Linked DNA regions of Zea mays: regions 2 and 3 are each linked to region 1. The links are chromatin contacts, called in public Hi-C maps. All regions are on one chromosome and are shown on one strand. Each heading gives the region's core, a stretch centred on a gene start, on an enhancer-like site or on the middle of the called end of the contact. The rest is flanking DNA. Distances are from core to core; before and after follow the strand shown.

Region 1 (4,240 bases), core at 1,330-3,829:
ATAGGAGGAGGAGCGTCTATCTTAGGAGGTTCAGTGGTAAGAGGGGCATCAACGGATGGCTGGTATGGAAATGAAGGAGGAGGATAGAGATGTGAAAATAGAGGTTATGGAATCAAGGAATGGGGACAAGCAGGAACGTCCTCCTATCGATGATGGACGGGAGAAATATCATTGAAGAAGACATGACTCACACCTGCATGGGTCTCGGGATGTTGTGAAGATTGCGTAGTGAACAAGTCGATGAACGTACCAAAGTTCGGACTCCACCTTGGATCTATATCAAAACAGATTGAAAGAATACAAATGGAGAGGGCTTATGGATCAAAGAGTGAGAGATGTGAATAAACCCAAGCACCTCCCTCTATTTATAAGGTGGATTCAGAAAACTTTTTTAAAATCTAAACGGTTGAAATAACGATGAGAAATCAAGAGTCGCCACATCAACACCAGACAATCGGTACCAACAAATCTTGTAGGTACCGACCTGGACTCCAACACAGTGGTGGATACCAACCAATCGTTACCGATTGGTTTGGTCCCAACGTGGTCGGTACCGACCACGCCGACCGACCAGCAAGCCCACTGGCCAGCCCATCGATTGGCTGATCAAACCGCTTATCGATTGGAGCGTGGTCGTCGGTACCGACCACACGCCAAGTCACATCGGCAATTAGTAAGAACCAGCGCTGGTCCAGCCTAAGAAAAGATCTAGCGAATTCAAATAACCAACTTATAGTATAGCCTCGTAAGGGTATTGTTAATAATATAGTCCATTGTAAGAATCTTGGAGCCTACCTTGGTATATTAGTTAGCTCTTTACTATTAATACATGGTCCACCTATCTCTCTCATAAAGTTTTTTAGTTATTATGTCTAAGACAGCTATAAGTTTACATACAGCCTTTTCTCTCCTCTTCGTCTCATCATTCAAGCTGCATACATCATGTTAATATGTTATTATACTTGCTCTAACCTATTTTGAACTATTCAAACACCTAAGTCATGCATAACTATTAGCCGGCTTCTTCCATCCATTGCAGCTTACAGAAAAAAAAATTATCCAAACGGGACCCAAGAGGACTTCGTATCTGCTGGAGATAACCAGAGAGGATCCTTGGATTGCTGGATGCCTTAACCTCGCCTGGCCTGGCTGAGCAAGCGAAAACCTGCCTGCACATGTTACAAGACAAGCTAGCCAGGATCCGAACACTTGCTCAGTTCTGTTTTCTTGCTGGGCATGGTAGTACATTGGCCAGCAAGACATCGAAGCAAGGCCCCAAATGTCTTCCGAAACCACGAAGACAGTAACGTGTGCGGGGCTGGACGAGAACTCAAGATGCAAATAAACCTACTGTATTTATTGCTTAACGAAACAATGAGTAAACATGGACATTCGCGGACGAGAGGTAAAATTGCCAGCATCATTTCCACCAAATACGGGAACCATGCATTTGGATTTGTCACAGAAAGCCCAGATGATGATGTCAATTCAAACTAATACTTAGTTACTTGTTACAGTAACAGACACTTCTTATGCTACTACCAAAGCATTACCATGTATTTACATCGATGGTGGATTCATTCACCCACGCCATATGCATCACAGGTTTTTGCCGATGAAGAGGATTTCAGCGAAAGCTAGCAACAGTACCAGTGTACCGTCTCCAGTTTCTCATCCAACAACTACACTAAATTTTTGACAGGAGGAGTTCATTTGCTAATTACCACACGAAAATTTTGAAGGGAAAGAAAGACAGAGGAATGACAAACCAGCCTGCTACGTTCAAAAGCAACGGTTCCTCTGATCGGCCGCCGCCGAGGCGAAGCAGTAGGCAATGCGGCCATGCCGCGGGCCGCGGCCACCAGTGTCATGGCCACCCGGTCACTCCTTAATCCGGAGCCAGCGTCCGAGCTGTGACGGGTTGACGACGCCGGGGATGCGGGCCCCGCCCGTCATAAGCAGGCGCGAAACGTCCGCGTAGCGCCTGCTCGGCTCCGGAGCGGGGGTTGGGGCGGGGGAGGGGGCGGCGGGATCCTTCTCCTTCAGGCGGGGTGGCTCGAGCCTCCGCTCGCCGAGGAGCGTGCCGCACCGCAGGAACTCGTGCGCCAGATACCCTGCCAGCAGCTTGTTGCCGTTGCCCCCGACCTTGGCCCCCTGTTGAGGGAGCGGCGGCTTCGCGCCAAACCTCACCGCCGGGCGATCCAGCTTGACGCCACGCGGGTCGGGCCTAGCGAACGGCGGCGGTTGCCGCTGCAGCGGGGCTGCCTGCTCCGTCGGCGACACTGAGGGATGCGGGCAATAGTCGCGCTCCTTCCGCTTCCCGAGGAAGCCATCGCCACGTGGCGCTTGCATCTCCGCGTGGATCCACAGCTCGACCTCGACGGCCCGGACGCGCCTGCTTGCTATGCCAGAGACGGAATCGCCCGACCGCGACTGGTGGGACACGAAAATGGACAAATGGTACAAGGGGAAAAAGGAAGCGGTTGAGGCCGAGAAAGGGAGGAATGAAGGCGTGGGGCGTGGCCGCGTGGGTCCCGCTGGGGCTGGGTCCCGCGAGAGGCGAACAGGCGTGGTGCGGCCGCTGCCCGCTGGGAAGGGGATCGGAGAATGAATGGGGAGTGAAGCGGGTGCAGGGGCCGGGGAAGGGCAGCGGGTGGTTGTATATATAGGCAGTCGGGTTATCTCCGCCCATTGCATTTGCTATAAATAACAAATCTACCATCGCGTTCTGGATGAGTCTGGACCTGTCCGGCAGAGGTGCAGGGGTTACTCGATGGTTTTTTTGGGCTTGTGGTCGAGTAGTCAGGATAGAATCGTCATTATATCTAGCAGGTTATTTATGGGTGTTTAGTTTAACTCACTAAAGTTTATCACACTAAAGTTTATTACATGTCATAGTGAATATTTAATTCATATTTATGAATATAAAATATAGTATAATTATAAAACTAATTACACATATAACAAATAAAATATAAGACACATTTATTAAACCTAATTAAATCTTTATTTAATACATAATATTTAAATATTAGATGTAACACTAGTTAAACTTTAAACACCTCGTTAAGGTCTTGTTCGTTTGTAAGAGATTTGAAGGGGATTGGATGAATTAAATTATTTCGTATTTAAAATTAAATATGAAGGGACTCAATCACCTCCAATCCACTTAAACCACTCCAAACCGAACATGGCCTAATTGAGCTCTTGTAAGAAATAAAAGGGCCTTTTGTCAAAATTGAATAAGATTGTGTGTGTGATTTAACTTTTTGGCTGTGCCTTTTGTCCCAAAAATAAAAAACTAAACCAAATGCTTCAATCCAGTCAATAAGTTTTTTTTAAAAAAGCCAACTTTCTTGCACTGCAAAATTGACCTATAAAACAACTTTTTGCAGCTTTCAGACGGAAGAACTTGAAAATGTATATAGAAGAGCTTTCAGCGGCTTTTAGCAGTTTTATCCAAACGACTTTTAGTTTTTTATAGCTCACAATGCACAACAACTTTTTCATAGCTCAAAGCCCATAAAAGGTTTTTTCACAGCCATAGTGCGACCAAAAAACCCTAAGAACAACTACAAGCCAACTTATTGAACTTAGGTCTAAAACTAGGGAGCCAGCTTAAGATTATTCTTGCAAGCAGCGACTACAACTTCGCGGGTTACACTCACCCACAGGCAACCTAGTACCTTGCTACCATTGTTACCTAGGTCTAGCAATTCTACTTGTGGGTACAATATCTAACGAGTGGTATAAGAGCGTGTTTGGTTCCACCACAACTAAGAGGGTGTTTGGTTCCACCCAATTAGGCATTGTTTGGATACTCTCGTATTCACCTCAATTCACATGTATTGAAGTGGAATGTGTTGTAAATTAGTTTCAGTTTTCCAATCCACCTCAATACACATGGATTAAGGTGAACACGATAGTATCCAAATCTCTACTATATTAAAGCACCAGTTTCGACGGTCGTCCCGCGTCATATTTTTACAAATAACTCCTTCTATTGTTTGAAATGGCTCACAAGACACATTCTCTTCACATCAATCGCATCTAATCCAATTCGTCTATCCACTCCCCATCCTCAACGAATCCATGCCCCGCACGGCGCGCGAGTGCCTCAATCACCCACACAATGACACAAACCTACGGACGCCATGTCTTCCATTCATAACAACGACCGGCACAACAAGTGGGCTCGCGCCAAATGCACCGCGACAGGAGCCCAACAACCCATGCGCGT
Region 2 (4,099 bases), core at 207-2,706, 180 kb before region 1:
TGAGTTCCATGCCATGGTTAACTATTTCCCAAAAAATCAGCAGGTTTACCTGGCGTAAGCTACATTTCTTCCTAGACTAACATGCTTGCATTTCCTAAAGGTTTGACAAGAGGATAACTGATGAGTTCCATGCCATGGTTAACTATTTCTTCAAGTGTGCAAGTGCGTCTATCGACTGTATGGTTCTTTGGTTTTTGTTGTTCGCTGAGGTGCAAAGTAGGAAGAAAATGTGGCCCTAACCTTGCAAGCGGGGAATGTATCGTTTTTTGGTGCAACTGAAATATGTGGTGTTATTTTTTGTGCACTAACAATTTGTTGAATATTTTGTATACCGTTGCAACGCACGGGCATCTACCTAGTAGATGATTAAATGAGCTGTGACTGACGGGTTGGCCAAAGCATGGCTCATTTAATAGTGTCGGGCTGGACTCGGCATGAAAGTCGTGCCGTGTTTGGGCCGCTGACTTGACCCGTAGTGCTGACCCGGACCGACACGATTATATTTTTATTTTGCAAAACTTAGTGTGTATATATATATATATTATATTTTATATTTAGTATTTACAACCAACACACTAGAGTTTTACTTGTTAGCCTCCTTCATGTAGTGTTTTTCAGCCTTGGACCAGGAGGTTGTGAGTTTGAATCCCCCTTTCGCACGTTTTTTTTGCTATTTTTCTGATTTAATCAGACAACGTGGATAGATTAACGGACCGATCCGGCCCGGCACGGCTACCAGGTCGACGTGCCGTGTCTGGGCTGCGGCACGCGGGTAAAATCATCACGTGGCATGCCGGTATGTCTGGTGAATGAAGCATGGCCACACTCTCACCACAACCCACAGAGTAATACTACATGCGTTGACTTTTAAAAAAAACTGTAACCACTTGTCTTATTCAAAATATTTATTTGAAAATATAAAATTTTAAGTCACGTTCAAACGACCTTGAGTGATAAAACGAACCACAACAAAATAAGTGAGTTAAATAATAACTCACGATATTTTCTGATCAGTTCAAGAGTGGACTTTGTGTGAAAGTGTTGACTCAGACTGCTACGGTAACAAAGCTGAACTCAGAAGAGTACAGAGAGGAGCACATTTTCAATGGCGTTTTTGTTCAGGAGCTGGACATCTGTATCTGCAATCTTCGTAGTGTCGAAAAAGGCGTGAAGAGGAGAGGAAAGGCCACCTTGGTAGGCGGCGACGTGGCGTGCGCCTGATAACTGGCGTGATGAAACCGAAAGCCTCAGACTCGTTCTTTCCTGGTCTAGTCTAGACTCTTAACTCTAGAGAATGGAGTCGGCGGATCTCCTACGGTTGGGCGTTGAGGCGTTTAACTCCTACAGCAGGATTCGACACAACCACGCAACTGCACGAGATATTTTGAGCTCTGGTGGTTGGATTTTAAGGAACAAGGACATTATGTAGACGTCGTCAAGATCAAACATGGTTGAACTTGAACAGCACGCAAGAATGGAGGCGGAAAGAGCTGGAGCGTGTCTCCCCCTCCCCTACCAGGCGACCAAATCCATGTGCGTGCTGCTCCTCGCTGCTGCTTCCATGCTGAGCAGCAGCCATACCACCACCGCCGCCGCACATGGTGCTGCTTCTGCTACTGCCTCTCCTCCACCAGCGGCGTTGCTGATCGCCACGGCCGACGACCAGCAGGCTCTGCTCGCCTTCAAGGACCTCGTCACCGGCGACCCTCACGGGGTGCTGACCTCATGGACCGCCGCTGGCAACACGACCGCCGGCGTCTGCAGCTGGAGAGGCGTGGGGTGCCGCTCCCGCCGGCGGCGCCCTGGCCGCGTCACCTCGCTGGAGCTGGCGTCCGCCAACCTGACCTTCACCGTCTCGCCTTTCCTCGCCAACCTGACGTTCCTCGGCACGCTCAACCTCTCGCACAACTTCCTGTCGGGCAACATCCCCCGGGAGCTCGGCTTCTTGCCCCGCCTCTCGTACCTGGACCTCCGGCACAACTCCCTGCAGGGCGTGGTTCCAGGATCCCTCGCCGGCGCCTCCAGGCTCCTGGTCCTGCAGCTGGAGTACAACAGCCTCGTGGGCGAGATCCCAGCCAACCTGAGCCACCTGCAGAGGCTGGAGGTCCTGGACGTCGGCTCCAACCAGCTCTCCGGTGCGATCCCGCAGTCGCTCGGCTCGCTCTCGAGGCTCACGTACCTGGGGCTGTACCTGAACAATCTCTCAGGAAGTGTTCCGGCGTCTCTCGGTAACCTCTCATCGCTCGTCGACTTGTTTGCTGACACTAACAGACTCAGTGGCCAAATACCAGACTCTCTAGGACGGCTGACAAGGCTCAGGCGCTCAGCTCCCTTGATTTAGCCTACAACCATCTCAGCGGCACAATCCCAGCAAGCCTGTTCAACATCTCATCAGTTGCCACCTTCGAATTGTCCGGCAACAAGGCTCTTTCAGGCGTTCTCCCGTCTGATATCGGTGCCACCCTCCCAAACCTCCAGAACCTGATCCTCAACGACTGCCAGCTGCGCGGCCGAATCCCCCGATCCATAGGGAACGCGTCGCTGCTCAGGTACATACAGCTCGGCGACAACCAGCTTGAAGGGGCCCTGCCGCTGGAAGTAGGCAGCCTGAAGGATCTCGAGGTGCTAACAGTGGAGAGCAACCGGCTGGAGGACGAGTGGTGGGGAAGTGATGACTGGGACTTGATCGCCTCCTTGTCCAACTGCAGCAAGCTGTTCTACCTGTCCCTTGACTCCAACAGCTTCCGAGGCGTGCTCCCGCCTTCCATCGTCAACCTCTCCAGCACGATGCAGAAGCTTCATCTATCACACAACGGATTCCACGGAGCGATTCCTACGGATATCCGGAAGCTTTCGAGCCTCACCATACTCACTCTCAGGGGTAACTTGCTGACGGGCAGCATCCCGCCATCGATCGGGGAGCTTCACAGCCTAGGAGTTCTAGACTTGTCCGAGAACAACATCTCCGGGGGAATCCCTCCTGCGCTGGGGAACCTGACAAACCTCTCCATACTTTATCTGTTCAAGAACAGCCTGCAGGGACCCATACCCACGAGCCTGGGGAAGCTGCAGAACATCGGTAGCCTGGTCCTGTCGCTCAACCAGCTTACCGGCTCGATACCAGCGGAGGTCGTCAGCCTCTCCTCTCTGACCAGCTACCTCGGTCTCTCGTACAACTCCCTCACTGGTCAGATCCCATCAGAGGTCGGGAAACTGACGAACCTAGTGCTGCTGGATCTGTCAGTAAACCAGCTATCCGGCGACGTTCCTGCAGCTCTAGGCAAGTGCGTGGAGCTAGCGCAGCTTCAGCTGAACGACAATCTTCTTCAAGGCGCCATCCCGCAGTCCTTGAGTGGACTGCAAGGAATGCAAGAGCTGGACGTCGCGAGGAACAACTTATCTGGCCCTGTTCCGAAGTTCTTTGCCGACTGGCCGAGCCTGAACTACCTGAACCTGTCGTACAACAGGTTCGAAGGCTCCGTTCCGGTAACGGGCGTCTTCGGTAACGCGAGCGCGTTCTCCGTGGCTGGTAATAACAAGGTCTGTGGGGGAGTTACAGCTCTGCAGCTTCCGCCATGCCCCACTGTCGAAGACGAAGAGCCCGACGACGCTGACAACAGGAGGCCAAGGAGACTAGCAGTGATAATAGGCACTGTTGTTGGTTCTACATCTTTGCTTCTCCTTGCCTTTTGTGGTCTTCTCCTGTTGGTCATGAGGCGGCGGAAAAGGGCCCCTGCCAATCTCCCTTTGGCGGAGGACCAGCATTGGCAGGTCTCGTTCGAGGAGATACAGAAGGCGACTGACCAGTTCTCCCCGAGTAATCTCATAGGCGTGGGAAGCTTCGGGTCCGTTTATAGAGGGATCCTCCTGAGCCCAGGTGCGCGGCAAGTTGAAGTCGCGATCAAGGTCATTGACCTCCGGCAGCATGGAGCCGAGCACAGTTTCCTGGCCGAATGCCGTGCCCTGAGAAGCGTTCGCCACCGGAATCTTGTCAAGGTCGTCACCGCCTGCTCCAGCGTTGGCCACCAGGGAAACGACTTCAAGGCGTTGGTCTACGAGTTCATGCCGAACGGGGACCTCGACGTGTGGCTACACCACC
Region 3 (4,425 bases), core at 1,811-4,310, 210 kb after region 1:
ATTCTTGCCGATGTTCCGCCGGAACTGCTCAAGTGTTCCTGCTCCCTCGTCGAGCCTGGCCTGCATCTCGCGAATTTGCTCGAGCTGTGCGTCCTGACCCCCCGCAGGGACTGGGACCACAGCTAGCTCCCGAAGGATGTCAACGCGAGGCGCAGGCCTAGGGGGATCGCCGTTCTCCGGCATACCAAGATGGTTGCCTTCGCCGGGACCCCCTAGATCGACGTGGAAACATTCACGACTCGGGCCGCAGTCCTCGTCGCCGAAGCTGCGACTACCATCGGAACAATCGGAGAGGCAGTAGTCGCATGCGGTCATGAAGTCCCGCATGGCACTGGGGTTACCGAGCCTGGAGAAATCCCAACAAAAGTCGGGCTCGTCGTCTTCCTCAGAACCCGAGGGTCCGTAGGTCGAGACGGCCGTCAGTCTGTCCCAAGGCGACCACATATGGTACCTCGGAGGGTTGGTACATGCCTCTATGAAGGCTTCCATCGAAGCGAGGTCGCTTGGTGGGTCGAAGCTGAATCCAAAAGGCACGAGATGGGAATCGGTCGGTACCTCTTGGTCGACGGGCGGTGACGAAGTCGCGTCAGGGGCGGACTGCACCGTTGTCTCAGGTACGAGGGCGACGCCCAGCAAGTCCTTCGTGAGCGTGCTGGCGTCGTTCGTCTGCTTGGGGTTGGCGTGTAGCGGGGAAACGACGCTCGTCTTCGTCTCAGACGCAAGGTCTAAGCCCGACGTATCCCCCGCTGGGGCGCCGACGTCGTCGACTTGCTCGACAGCCGATGAGGTGCCGCCTCCTGCTTGGCCATGGTTGCCTCGCCTCCTCCTCCGTTGGTGGGGGAGGTGACGGGACAAACCCGGATGTTGTTCTTCCGCCATGTGGGGAAGACGTCGTTGATTCCACCGCTGGCGGGCGGGCTGACGGCCGCCATTGTCGCTGTCGCGCGGCAAAGGAAGGAGTATCATGTCGTAGCTGCCGTCGAGGGACATGAACTCAAGACTCCCGAAACGGAGCATCGTCTCGGGTTGGAAAGGTTGCTGGAGACTACCCATCTGGAGCTTGACGGGAAGCTGTTCGTCAACACGCAGCAGGCCCCTACCTAGCGCGCCAACTGTCGGTGTTTCGACCCCGGGGGGTCCCTGGACCGACGAGTAAATTGTCGCTGCGTGTCCCAGCCCAGATGGGTCGGCGCGAGATGGGACACAAAGGGGGGAGAACAGTAAGGGGAAACCGCGGCCTTCGTGTTGTCCTGCGCCCAGGGCGGATGGATGCGCTTGCAGTAGGGGGTTACAAGCGTTCGCGTGGGAGAGAGAGAGAGAGCGAGAGCCTTATGCGTCAGCCCGTTCTCCCGCGCGGCCAACCCTCTCGTACGAGAGCCCTGGACCTTCCTTTTATAGGCGTAAGGAGAGGGTCCAGGTGTACAATGGGGGGTGTAGCAATGTGCTAACGTGTCTAGCAGAGAGGAGCTAGATCCCTAAGTACATGCCGTCGTGGCAGTCGGAGAGGTTTTGGCACCCTGTTCATGTGATGTCGTGGCCGTCGGAGGAGCGCTTGGGCCCTGTGGAAGGACAACTGTCGGGGCTGTCGAATCCTTGCTGACGTCTCCTTGCTTCCATAAGGGGCTGAGAGCCACCGTCGTCATGGAGCACGCGGGGCGCCATCATTATTTGTTTACCGGGGCGAGCCAGATGGGACGCCGGTCTTGTTCCCCGTAGCCTGAGCTAGCTAGGGGTAGGGTAATGATGGTCCCCCCTGTGACGTGGTCGGTCCGAGCCCTAGGTCGGGCGAGGCGGAGGCTCCTCCGAGGTCGAGGTCGAGTCCGAGCCCTGGGGTCGGGCGAGGCAGAGTCTGTCTTCCGAGGTCGAGGTTGAGTCCGAGCCCTGGGTCGGGCGAGGCGGAGACCGTCTTCCGAGGCCGAGGCTGTGTCCGAGCCCTGGGGTCGGGCGAGGCGGAGTCCGTCGTCCAGCGTCGAGGTTGAGCCCGAGCCCTGGAGTCGGGCGAGGCGGAGCTTCCTATGGTGCCCGAGGCTGGACTTAGCCGCTGTCGACCTCACTCTGGCGAGTGGCACGGCAGTCGGAGTAGGACAGGCGGCGCTGTATTCCTGTCAGGTCGGTCAGTGGAGCGGCGAAGTGACTACGGTCACTTCGGCTCTGTCGACTGAATAGCGCGCGTCAGGATAAGGTGTCAGGTGATCCTTGCATTAAATGCTCCTGCGATACGGTCGGTTGGCGTGGCGATCTGGCCAAGGTTGCTTCTCCGCGAAGACTGGGCCTCGGGCGAGCCGAAGGTGTGTCCGTCGCTTGAGGGGGCCCTCGGGCGAGACGTGAATCCTCCGGGGTCGGCTGCCTTTGCCCGAGGCTGGGCTCGGCCGAGGCGAGAACGTGTCCCTTGAGTGGACTGAGCCTTGATCTTAATCGCGCCCATCAGGCCTTTGCAGCTTTGTGCTGATGGGTGTTACCAACTGAGATTAGGAGTCTTGGGGGTACCCCTAATTATGGTCCCCGACACTTTTCGGACTAACGTCTGGTGAGGTGTCTCTCGGTTTGCAGCTACTCTGGATGAACTTCATTCTCCGCTTGCGTGCTCTCTTCGTGTATGTATCTAGTGGTATACTACCTATATCGCCTCCAGATGTCCATGTCTTCGTCGTGTCCTTCTCCGGCAACGAACAAGTATGATTGCCTCTTCCAATCTACAAAACCTTGAAAGTGGGGGAGGCGAGGGATGAGGTCCCTGATTTGCTGCCTATGGTACCCATTCGATAGCTCGACATTGTCTGTTTACATGACCTTTCCTTTACCACGATGTCGACTCGCTTAGTCAAATAAAAAAATTATGTGGAGAGAAGAGACAATCAATAAAAAACTTTGACAATTAATAAAAAACTTTGAGATCTTTTTGATGGATACTTTATGTGGTTATTATTGTGAGCCGTCGCAAGGTAGGGTAACCCGCTAGTATCCATCGAGAATGACTTCATTCTGAGTGAAACCATTCTCCGTTCAACGTGTACTGGTCTGGTCTACCCCGGGCCCGGTCCGCACCCCGCCGCCGCACCCGCACGGCCCCCCTTCGTCCCTTCCGCAAGAAAGGAAACGAGAGAGAAAATCGAGTGAAAAGGAAGGGAAACAACATAACAAATCGCAAAGAGGCGTCTTCCAAGCTTGTAGGGTTACCGGATCGGAGGAGCATCCCCGCCTAGGTCACCACAGCCATGGTTCGCGGATCGCTAGGCAAGCTTGCGTCGCGCGCCCTCTCCGTCGCCGGGAGATGGCAGCACCAGCAGCTTCGCCGCCTCAACATCCACGAGTACCAGGTGTCCAGCGCTTCCAGATCTCTCACTTTGATTTATTGGTGCTGTTTGGAGGCAGGGGCTGATGGATTGTTTGGGTCTGCAGGGTGCGGAGTTGATGGGGAAGTACGGTATCAACGTACCCAGGGGTGCGGCGGCGGGGTCCGTACAGGAGGTCAATGACGCCTTGAAGAACATGTTCCCCAGTGAGAAAGAGGTGATGACGCCACAACTTCTTCATCTTCTGTTATTCGACCCCTCATTATGTTCATCTTATCACCTCGTGATCCAAAATGCAGTCGTCCATGGCAGTGTTATTAAAACTACGTTTAAACGATGTTTAAACGTCAAAACTCTAATTAGAGGTTGAAACCACGTTTTAGCGTTTTGGCGTTCTAAACTGTAAAACGCAGTGTTTTATGCATTTTAGACCGTTAGCTACTTTTGGGCCCAGTCTATTAGTTACTTTTGAGGTTCAATCCAGCTCATGGGTGAAGTTTTGGTAAGCCACTAACCTCTCTATTTTGGTATTTAACTTCATATTATTGTCTGAAATTATGATGTATTGGTATTTTTCCTGTGTTGTTTAAAACTACGTTTAAACAAAGTTTAAACGTTTAAAAGTCAAAATTTCACCCATGAGCGTTCCAACGTTTTACAGTTTTAATAACCTTGGTCCATGGCTTGGGTGTGACAGTCACGGTGATTCTAGACCCAGAAGAATGTAGTTTACTTAGAATTTATGCTGAGTTGTGGTTGTATGGTGGTCAATTTATGATTGATTTTTCTTTTTTACGGGTGCTGGAATTAGGTGTATTTTAAGTGGTCAATGGGTTATTGAGTTGGTGGGTATAAACAGTATTTTATATTTGGCATAAACAGTCACATTTATCTTAGCTGCAAATGGAGTTATATGCAACCTTCCATGTCATATCTAACATTATCATACCGACTCTTCTCCATGCTATGTGCAATATTTCTGACCTTTATGATGTATGCATGCTTTTTATGAAAATGCTGGGTGCAATATTTCTGACCTTTTATTTGTGCATGCTTATGAAAAAGGTTCCGTATATAGCTAAGCAGCATGTATGCTTGTAATCTAAGTTAAGATTAGACATATAGTTTGCTC

The links. A called contact is a pair of places that touch in the nucleus more often than the background predicts.
Region 2: a Hi-C map of bundle sheath shows a contact between it and region 1, with 2.9 times the contacts expected there. The contact joins the promoter of LOC100216871 here to the promoter of LOC100275177 in region 1. A contact is called at or near these places in 2 of 25 Hi-C or Micro-C datasets (bundle sheath and endosperm).
Region 3: a contact with region 1 is called in a Hi-C map of ear, with 2.0 times the contacts expected there. The contact joins the promoter of LOC100284286 here to the promoter of LOC100275177 in region 1. A contact is called at or near these places in 7 of 25 Hi-C or Micro-C datasets (bundle sheath, ear, leaf and 1 more).

Annotation. Positions count from the first base shown.
Region 1 is chr4:146,711,522-146,715,761 of Zm-B73-REFERENCE-NAM-5.0, forward strand. LOC100275177 (embryo sac development arrest 6) reads right to left here and starts at 2,580. Exons shown (of 1, transcript NM_001365865.1): 1 at 1,511-2,580. The coding sequence starts at 2,352. The coding sequence ends at 1,882.
Region 2 is chr4:146,533,304-146,537,402 of Zm-B73-REFERENCE-NAM-5.0, forward strand. LOC100216871 reads left to right here and starts at 1,457. Exons shown (of 2, transcript NM_001143260.1): 1 at 1,457-2,228. The coding sequence starts at 1,475.
Region 3 is chr4:146,920,847-146,925,271 of Zm-B73-REFERENCE-NAM-5.0, forward strand. LOC100284286 (succinyl-CoA ligase beta-chain) reads left to right here and starts at 3,061. Exons shown (of 12, transcript NM_001157181.1): 1 at 3,061-3,317; 2 at 3,400-3,510. The coding sequence starts at 3,216.